Linked DNA regions of Bos taurus: region 1 is linked to region 2. The links are chromatin contacts, called in public Hi-C maps. All regions are on one chromosome and are shown on one strand. The core of a region is the stretch at or near the end of the contact, and the rest is flanking DNA. Distances in the headings are between cores, read along the strand shown. Region 1 has its middle 9.8 kb from the start of KIF3C. Region 2 overlaps RAB10 (RAB10, member RAS oncogene family).

Region 1 (3,904 bases), core at 900-3,399, 100 kb before region 2:
CAACACAGGAATAGCAATATTCATTACCAGCAGTGTACAAGGGTTCCAGGGGTTTCACACCAGAACCAGAACACTTAATATTGGTATTCTTAGTTTTAGATATGTGGTATTTCAAAGTGGTTTTAGTTTGGTCTTCTCTGACACCAAATAAAGTTGAGCACCTTTTCACATGCTTAATATAGCACTATTGTGTCTTCTTTTGTGAATCTTCCCTTCAAGTCTCTCCGTCACTTTTCTTTTCTATTTTGGCTTTGAGCCTTTTGTTGCTTACACGGCCTTCCCAGGTGACTCTAGTGATAAAGATCTTGCTGCCAATGCAGGAAACACAAGAGACGCGGTGGCTTCAATCCCTGGGTCGGGAAGATCCTCTGCAGGAGGGCACCGTGGCTTGACATTTCATGCTTTTGGTGCAGTGGTTACCTTTTTAAAACCAGGATTCTTCATTTTCATGTAGACAACATTTATCAATCTTTTTCCATGATCAGCACTTTTTGCCTTATGCTTAAAAACTCTTCCTCTGGCGTGCTGCAGTCCATGAAGTCGCAAAGAGTCCGACACGACTGAGCAACTGAACTGAACTGACTGACCCCAAGGTCACAAACACACACGACTGAGCAACTGAACTGAACTGACCCCAAGGTCACAAACACATTCTATTTTCTAAAAGTTTTGCTTTGAATGGTTACTTTAGGATATATTTCAGATCACTCTCCATATTGCACAGTTAGATTGCCTGGTTTTTTTTTTTGTTTGTTTTGTTTTAACGCTTATAAATGTCGTGGGAACAACTCCCATCACTCTTCTCAGTCTCATTCAGCCCCTCGGGGGACTCGGGGAAAGGAAGTGGAGTTGCGGTGGGGTGGGAGAAATGGCCCACCCGGCGGGCTATCATTCCAGCCTCGCCCTCCTTCCAGATCGCGTCTCCCTGCCTGCCCCCTCCCCTCTCGAATGCTCGTCATCATCACCACCGACTTGCGGGGAGGCTCCTACAATAGAAACTCAGGAGACCTGGGTTGAGGCCAGACCGGGGCCACCCAGCCATTTGACCTTGACAGGAAACGCGCCCCAATCTCTTTGGCTGATCTGGCTCTGCTGTAGATCAAGGCGCAGAGCCCCGCATCTCCAGACTGCCCGTCCCGTGCCCTTTCCCCTGACTCACGCCACCGCCAATCAGCAGTCAGACCGAGGGCGTGGCTCTCGCATCCTGGAATGTTGCAGAGGCGGTTTCCTGGTGTGATTCACAAACAGCAAGAATGTTTCAGTCAGACCCGGAGACCGACTTAGGGGAGGGGGACCCGGTGTCCTGAGCCAGGAAGCTTCCTCCCAGCCTCCCAGTCCCCAGAGGTCTCGGTCTTTCTGAGCTCCTTCTGTCTTATCCGGGAGGATCACAGTGTCCCTGGCTTGAGAGGATGCTCGCGCCACTCTCTGCTGTTATTTGCCCGTGCGCTGCTGTGTCTCCAACTGTGAGAACTTGGGGACAGGGAGCGGGCTCGCCCTACCCCAGAGGCGACACGGGGCTGACACGCCCTGGTTGTGCAGATGAGCCATCGAGTGGTGTTTGTGCAGCACTAGGCAACAGCACTCTTTGTGGTTAGGAGGATCCTAATACGATCCAAAAGGCACACCTCTGGCCTGATAGCTGGCTGACCACTGTCGCAGAGTAATGACAGAGCAGCCTGGGCAAACTCCTAGGGGCCCCACGTAAGTAGATCCTCAAAACCCAGCCTGTCTCACTGCAAAAGCTCAAGTGTCCCCTGAAATAGCCCCACCATGCTGGGCTTCCCTGGTGGCTCAGACAGTAAAGAATCTGTCTACAATGCAAGAAACCCAGGTTTGATCCTTGGGTCAGGAAGATCCCTTGGAGGAGGGCATGGCAACCCACTCCAGTATTCTTGCCTGGAGAATTCTATGGACAGAGGAGCCCGGCAGGCTACAGTCCATGGGGTCACAAAGAGTCAGACAAGACTGAGCGACTTAACACTTTCACTTTACTTTTCAAAGGCCATGCTAACCACCATGGGGAAGTTCATCCTCTAAGAAGAGCTTGCCTGGCTCGGCCACAACACTCCCCGTGACACTGGCCCTTCTGGTGACTTCACCCCCTCTGAGCCTGTGCCCTTATATGCCCAGCAAGGGGCAGCCCTGCCTGGCCACTGTGCAGGAATGGCTCAGAACAAATGACACAATGTATATACTGAAGTACTTTGAAAGGCGTAAGGTGTTATAATGTGATAAAGGATTATTAGAAAGAAAGCACTGAGAGCTGAAAGAGGTGTGGGCCTCTGACACTTCTCAAGGTAGTTTCCTCAGTAGCAGGAACAATCCTTTATTTGTTTAGTATTTGATAGTTCACAAAGGTTTCTAGGCTCTTTATCTCACCTGAGCCTCCCAATAACCCAGCAAGGCCGGCAGGGCAGGTTTTACCCTCCCTGATCACTGACCAGGTAAAGAAAAGGAGGCTTAGGCCATGATTTTCCCATAGTCCTCTAGTCACACATCTAGGACTAAAGCCCCTTTCTTTTTAAAAAAAATATATGTATTCATTTATTTATTTGCCAGCTTCCCTGGTGGCTCAAATGGTAAAAAAAAAAATCTGCCTGCAATGCATGAGACCCAGGTTTGATCCCTGGATTGGGAAGATCCCCTGGAGAAGGAAATGGCAACCCACACCAGTATTCTTGCTTGGAGAATCCCATGGGCAGAGGAGCCTGGTGGGTTATAGTCCATGTTTGCAGAATCAGACACAACTAAGCTACTGACCCATTTGCCTGCACAGTTTTTGGGCTCTTAGTTCCCTAACCAGGGATTGAACCTGTATCCTTGGCAGTGAAAACTGAGTCCTAACCACTGAACTGCCATGGTGTTCCCCTAAAACCCCTTCTTGTAGTTCCTTATGATGAGCCTGTTAAGCTGCTCCTTCTGTTTCACTTGCAACCACATGAAGGAATTTCCCATAAGACCTGTGTGCACACATCCTAGCAGGCCTCCTATGACTGGAAGGGGTGAGGAGGGAGGGGGAGAGGGGTGAGGGGAGGGGTGTAGTTATTCAAAGAGCAATGGGAAGTTACTTAAAGGTTTTAAGCAGAGAAATATTAGTACTATGATTTGGATGGTGTTTTAAAAAATGCTTTTCTTCTCCATCTCCTCCTTTTTTCCTGCTCCTTTTCTCCTTCCCCCATCTTCTTTCTCCTTCTTTTTATTCTTCATTTACTTTATATAATTCCCTAGGAAGAGAAAGAGTGGAAAATTCTGGGACCTTCCATCACCCAAACCCTTGAGTGTTCAACCAGCCAGGCCCCTGACAGGCTGGCTCCTTGAATTTATAGGGTGTCAGTGTCCAGCCCAGAATCCAGGGTCCCTCCCAGAGACTCCCTTCCTCATGGGGACAGTTCTAGGAGTTTCATGCTCCAGGAGCAAAGCCAGTGTTCGGTGAAGGAGTATGATGTAGCAGGCATGCGCCCAGATGGCTTGCCTCCCCAAAGGCTGCAATCAGTCCCCCAGGTTCCTCCCTGGCCCTCTGGGAAGTGCCTTGCCTGGACAACTGCCTGAAGTGGCCAGAACCTGAGATCCTGGCTGTGTGCCCTTCTCCACTGGGTGTCTGCCGCTCAGAGTTACACACTCCCCAGGCCCTACCAAATGGCCAAGTGATGATTCGAACATCCTGGGGTGCCCCTCCAGGCCGTCTGGCCCTCTTCCTCCCAGCTTCCTTAGGCTACTGGCCCAACTTCCTTCCCATTTGTCTGTGTCCTGTGTAGATTGCATGCCTAGCAGCTGGATCCCTAGTAGAGGCTCCAGGGAAGGTGTAAACAGAAAAAGCAAGTGTGTGTGCCTGTCTGAGTATGCCTGAGTGTGTGTGCATGAGTGTATGGCATCTTAGGAAGAAGTAGACACTCTCTGTCAGGAA
Region 2 (4,417 bases), core at 1,373-3,872:
ATTCTTGCCTGGAGAATTCCATGGACAGAGAAGCCCTGCAAGCTACAGTCCATGGGGTCACAAAGAGTCACATGACTGAGCGATGAGATCACTGCTTTAAAACTTTCAGACTATAGAAATGGCACCATAAAGTGAGAAAAATAAAGTCATTTTTGTTAAGCCACAGTTTCATGATAGTGTGTGAACTAAACTTTTATTTTATTTTAGCATGCGAATGAAGATGTGGAAAGGATGTTACTAGGAAACAAGTGTGATATGGACGATAAAAGAGTTGTACCTAAAGGAAAAGGAGAACAGGTAAAAAGCTCTGAGTGAGACAGCTTTGTGAAGATGATGTTGCATTTGTTTTTACAATGAGGTAATGGAATGCTATTCATATCCTTTAAAAAAAACGCTGTTGAAAATGATAGCTTATCATTGGAGTGGATTTTTTATTTGTTTTTTAAGGAGCTTGAACCCATTAAAATAATCTGTTCATTTTAGATAACCTAGTTGAGACTGCTACCTTCAGAATAATATTACTTTTTCCTTTAGGAAGCTGAAGTCATCAGTTGATAACCTATACTTGATAATTTTGTGATATTTTGTTTCTTTTTTAGATTGCAAGAGAGCATGGTATTAGATTTTTTGAGACTAGTGCAAAAGCAAATATAAACATCGAAAAGGCATTTCTCACATTAGCTGAAGATATCCTTCGAAAGGTAAATTTCTTTCTTTTCTGTTCTTTTACTGCTAAGGTGTCGGGTGTCAACAGTTGAACATTTTCCTGTTTTCTAAAGTACTAGATTTACATACAAAAATTGGATTTGAGTACATTTGGATGAGTACATTTACCCATCACAGTATCTAATCCTCCAGAGAGAAGAAAGGAGCTGAAAGGAGCAGAGAGCAGTATAGAAATCTCAGTCTCTAATTCCCAATTTCATATTCCTTTTTTCAGCTTTTTGTTTGGTCCATGGTCTTGTGAGTCTTTTTGATTAATTTCTCTTATATAACCTTTGCCTTCTCATAAATAGTTTTTTAAAATTCAAGAGGTGAATCTGTTCTGTACCTAATTGCTACAGAATCCCTATTCTTTTATATAGTCATTTCTCAGATGTGCCAGTGAAGGGGATGTATATACTTTATACTGAATAGAGTAAGTCTATACCCAAATTGAAAGCAGGAGGAGAAAGGGACAACAGAGGATGAGGTTTTTGGATGGCATCACTGACTTGATGGACATGAGTTTGAGCAAGCTCTGGGACTTGGTGATGAACAGGGAAGCCTGGCGTGCTGCAGTCCATGAGGTTGCAAAGAGTCAGACACGACTGAGTAACTGAACTGAACTGATAACCAAATTTCATTTACCCAATCATTTCAACCTGTGAGTTTAAAAAGAAAATGCTGAAAATTGATCTCAGGGAATTCATTTTACCTCACAGTTAGGTTCTGGGTTTAATTTGTGAATTGCCTAAGTTGCCAGTACAAATAACTTGTAGCAAAATTGGGAAATCAGATATTCATCAGTTCAGTTCAGTTGCTTAGTCATGTCTGACCCTTTGTGACCCCATGAATCACAGCATGCCAGGCCTCCCTGTCCATCACCAACTCCCAGAGTTCACTCAGACTCACGTCCATCGAGTCAGTGATGCCATCCAGCCATCTCATCCTCTGTCGTCCCCTTCTCCTCCTGCCCCCAATCCCTCCCAGCATCAGAGTCTTTTCCAGTGAGTCGACTCTTCGCATGAGGTGGCCAAAGTACTGGAGTTTCAGCTTTAGCATCAGTCCTTCCAAAGAAATACCAGGGCTGATCTCCTTCAGAATGGACTGGTTGGATCTCTTTGCAGTCCAAGGGACTCTCCAGAGTCTTCTCCAACACCACAGTTCAAAAGCATCAATTCTTCGGCGCTCAGCCTTCTTCACAGTCCAAGTCTCACATCCATACATGCCCACAGGAAAAACCATAGCCTTGACTAGACAGACCTTTGTTGGCAAAGTAATGTCTCTGCTTTTGAATATGCTATCTAAGTTGGTCATAACTTTCCTTCCAAGGAGATATTCATATTTTTCCCTCAAATGACTAGGTAATATACACAGGTTTGATATGAGTCCTGAATTCTCTGTTAGTCTTCCGGTATATTTAAATGGACATAAAATAGAGAAAATCTGATACAGTCCTGAAGGAGAAGCAAACATTATATAGGAGAAAAGGAGAAAATTTAATTGCTTCTGGTAACCTTTCTGTTTTTATACTTGAAATACCAATATCTGCCCCCACCCCAGATAAAATCATTCATAAATCCACCACCTAAGGGTTGCTACTGTTAAAATTTTGGCATCTCTTATTTTGATCTTTTCCTATATTGGCCTTTAACATGAATTATTCAACTTTGCATTCTGGCCCACTGTATTTCCTTCATTTAATGTTAGTATATCATCATAAAATTGCCTTTTTAAAACAACGCTATGGTAATACAAGCTCCAGTCTCAAAAGGCAAGTAAAATGAAACAGAAAAGGGCTATTTCACCTCTCTGATGATACAGCGTTAGTTTCATCATATGCATGAAGTATGCATATGCACGGGTTTTTTTTTTTTTTAAGTACTAAGTACTCAGGGCTCAGATCTAAGAGATAACATACCACTCATCACAAGAGGTAGGGTGGAGCAGATTTCAGAAGCTCAACAAAGGGAAGCCAGGAGGCCTGTGGACATTTCACAATTGGAAGAAGACAAAATGAAGGTCAAAAACAAAGCTTCCGTTTCTTTACTTTGCGTGGAGGAGAAAACGTATCTCATGTGACTGTAATTGCATCTTGTTACATAATTAACATTTATGGGAATACTTCTGTTGAATCTTGGTGTATCTATGGCAGTGTTTTTCACGGGTTGCTCTCCTTGTGTGTTTGTTGCAGACCCCTGTAAAAGAGCCCAACAGTGAAAACGTAGATATCAGCAGTGGAGGAGGTGTGACAGGCTGGAAGAGCAAATGTTGCTGAGCGCTCTGCTGTTCCATCAGTTGCCATCCACCACCCTGTTTTCTCTTCTTGCTGCAAAATAAACCACTCTGTCCCATTTTTAACTCTTAAACAGATATTTTCGTTCCTCATCTTAACTCTCTAGTCCACCTGTTTTATTTGTTGTTTCATCTGTGACTGCTTGCTGACTTTATAATTTTCCTCAAACAAAAAATGTATAGAAGAATCATGTCTGTGAGTTCATTTTTAAATGTACTTGCTCAGCTCACCACTGCATTTCAGTTGTATTATAGTCCAATTCTTATCAACATTAAAACCTATAGCAATCATTTCAACTCTATTCTGCAAATTGTATAAGAATAAAAGTTAGAATTAACAATTTTATTTTGTACAACAGTGGAATTTTCTGTCATGGATAAATGTGCTTGAGTCCCTATAATCTATAGACATGTGATAGCAAAAGAAAAAAGCCAGGAAAACATTCATTTTCGCCTTGAATATGTAAATGGGATTAATTTTGTCCTGTGCCTTATGTGGAAAGGAACTTCTTTGGTTTTTCCTTTTTTTTGTTGTTTTGTTTTGGTGGAAGCATGTGCAGGAGACATATCATCGAAACATAAAGCATTAAAATGTTTGTGGTTTGCTTGGCTGTAATTTTCAAAGTAGTTAATTGAGGACAAAGGATAATACAGAAATGATCGCTTTGGTTTGCTGAGTCTCATTTTAAGTGGCCTTGATATTTAAAACTATTCCTGCCACCAATTCTTTTCCTTGGCCACTTTTTCCTCGTGTCTCTTCCTGCATGCTGCTTTATTTGCTTCTTCCCCACCACCCTGTGGTATGAGTTATTTAAAAATGAAAGGGGTAAACTAGTGGGTTTGTGGAGTTTAACATAAAGCACTGATTTAACTTGCTAAGTAAACTGAAAGATAAATCCTGACTGCCTACTATCCAATGTCAGTTAACCGTGTCCTCCCCTTCATTTTCTCAGTCCCCTAAAGCTTCTGTCCCGGATTCCTTCATTTGCTCTTGACTTCACGTTGCTCTTCTCTTCTCCCGCTTTGTTCCCTTCCTGTCTCCATTGAGTTTATGAAATGGAAGAGTTAATTGCATGCACTAGTGTTTGGAGGGTGTTGTGGTTTGTCTTTCTAACTAAGTGTATAGCCTATTCACTTTCCTAGAATAAATATCTTAACCTAAATTTGAATAGTCTCCATTTTGGCAACTCCTCTAGCAGTTTGGTAGCCCAAAATTGTTTTAAAAAGGTGGGAAGGAGGAGTGAAATTTATTAACACGTTTGCCAAATATATTGAGATTTGGCCTATGAAGAACACTTTTTCAGTGTTAAGTTGTCTTTACCTTAAGATTTAGAAGTACTTTAGGCTGTTACTGATTTTAAGTCCTGTCTTCACATCCCTTTGGGAAACTTGTATTACTCTGGATTTGAAAAAAAAGAAC

The links. Hi-C and Micro-C count contacts between places; a contact is called where the count stands out from the background.
Region 1: a Hi-C map of blood shows a contact between it and region 2, with 3 times the contacts expected there. The contact joins two enhancer-like sites. A contact is called at or near these places in 3 of 11 Hi-C or Micro-C datasets (blood, liver and skin fibroblasts).

Annotation. Positions count from the first base shown.
Region 1 is chr11:73,447,921-73,451,824 of ARS-UCD2.0, reverse strand. No RefSeq gene overlaps it. Among named protein-coding and RNA genes, the nearest start is that of KIF3C, 9.8 kb to the left of the region's middle. Within about 2 kb of position 2,149, at least 60 of the 102 cell types and tissues checked have an H3K27ac peak or open chromatin away from gene starts, as enhancers often do. A contact at or near this core is called in blood, where this site is marked.
Region 2 is chr11:73,343,211-73,347,627 of ARS-UCD2.0, reverse strand. It overlaps RAB10 (RAB10, member RAS oncogene family), which reads left to right. Exons shown (of 6, transcript NM_001101288.1): 4 at 208-297; 5 at 600-701; 6 at 2,897-4,160. The coding sequence ends at 2,980. The region is part of intron 2 of LOC132346607 (a long non-coding RNA gene); the gene reads right to left. Among named protein-coding and RNA genes, the nearest start is that of GAREM2, 27 kb to the right of the region's middle. Within about 2 kb of position 2,622, at least 7 of the 102 cell types and tissues checked have an H3K27ac peak or open chromatin away from gene starts, as enhancers often do. A contact at or near this core is called in blood, where this site is marked.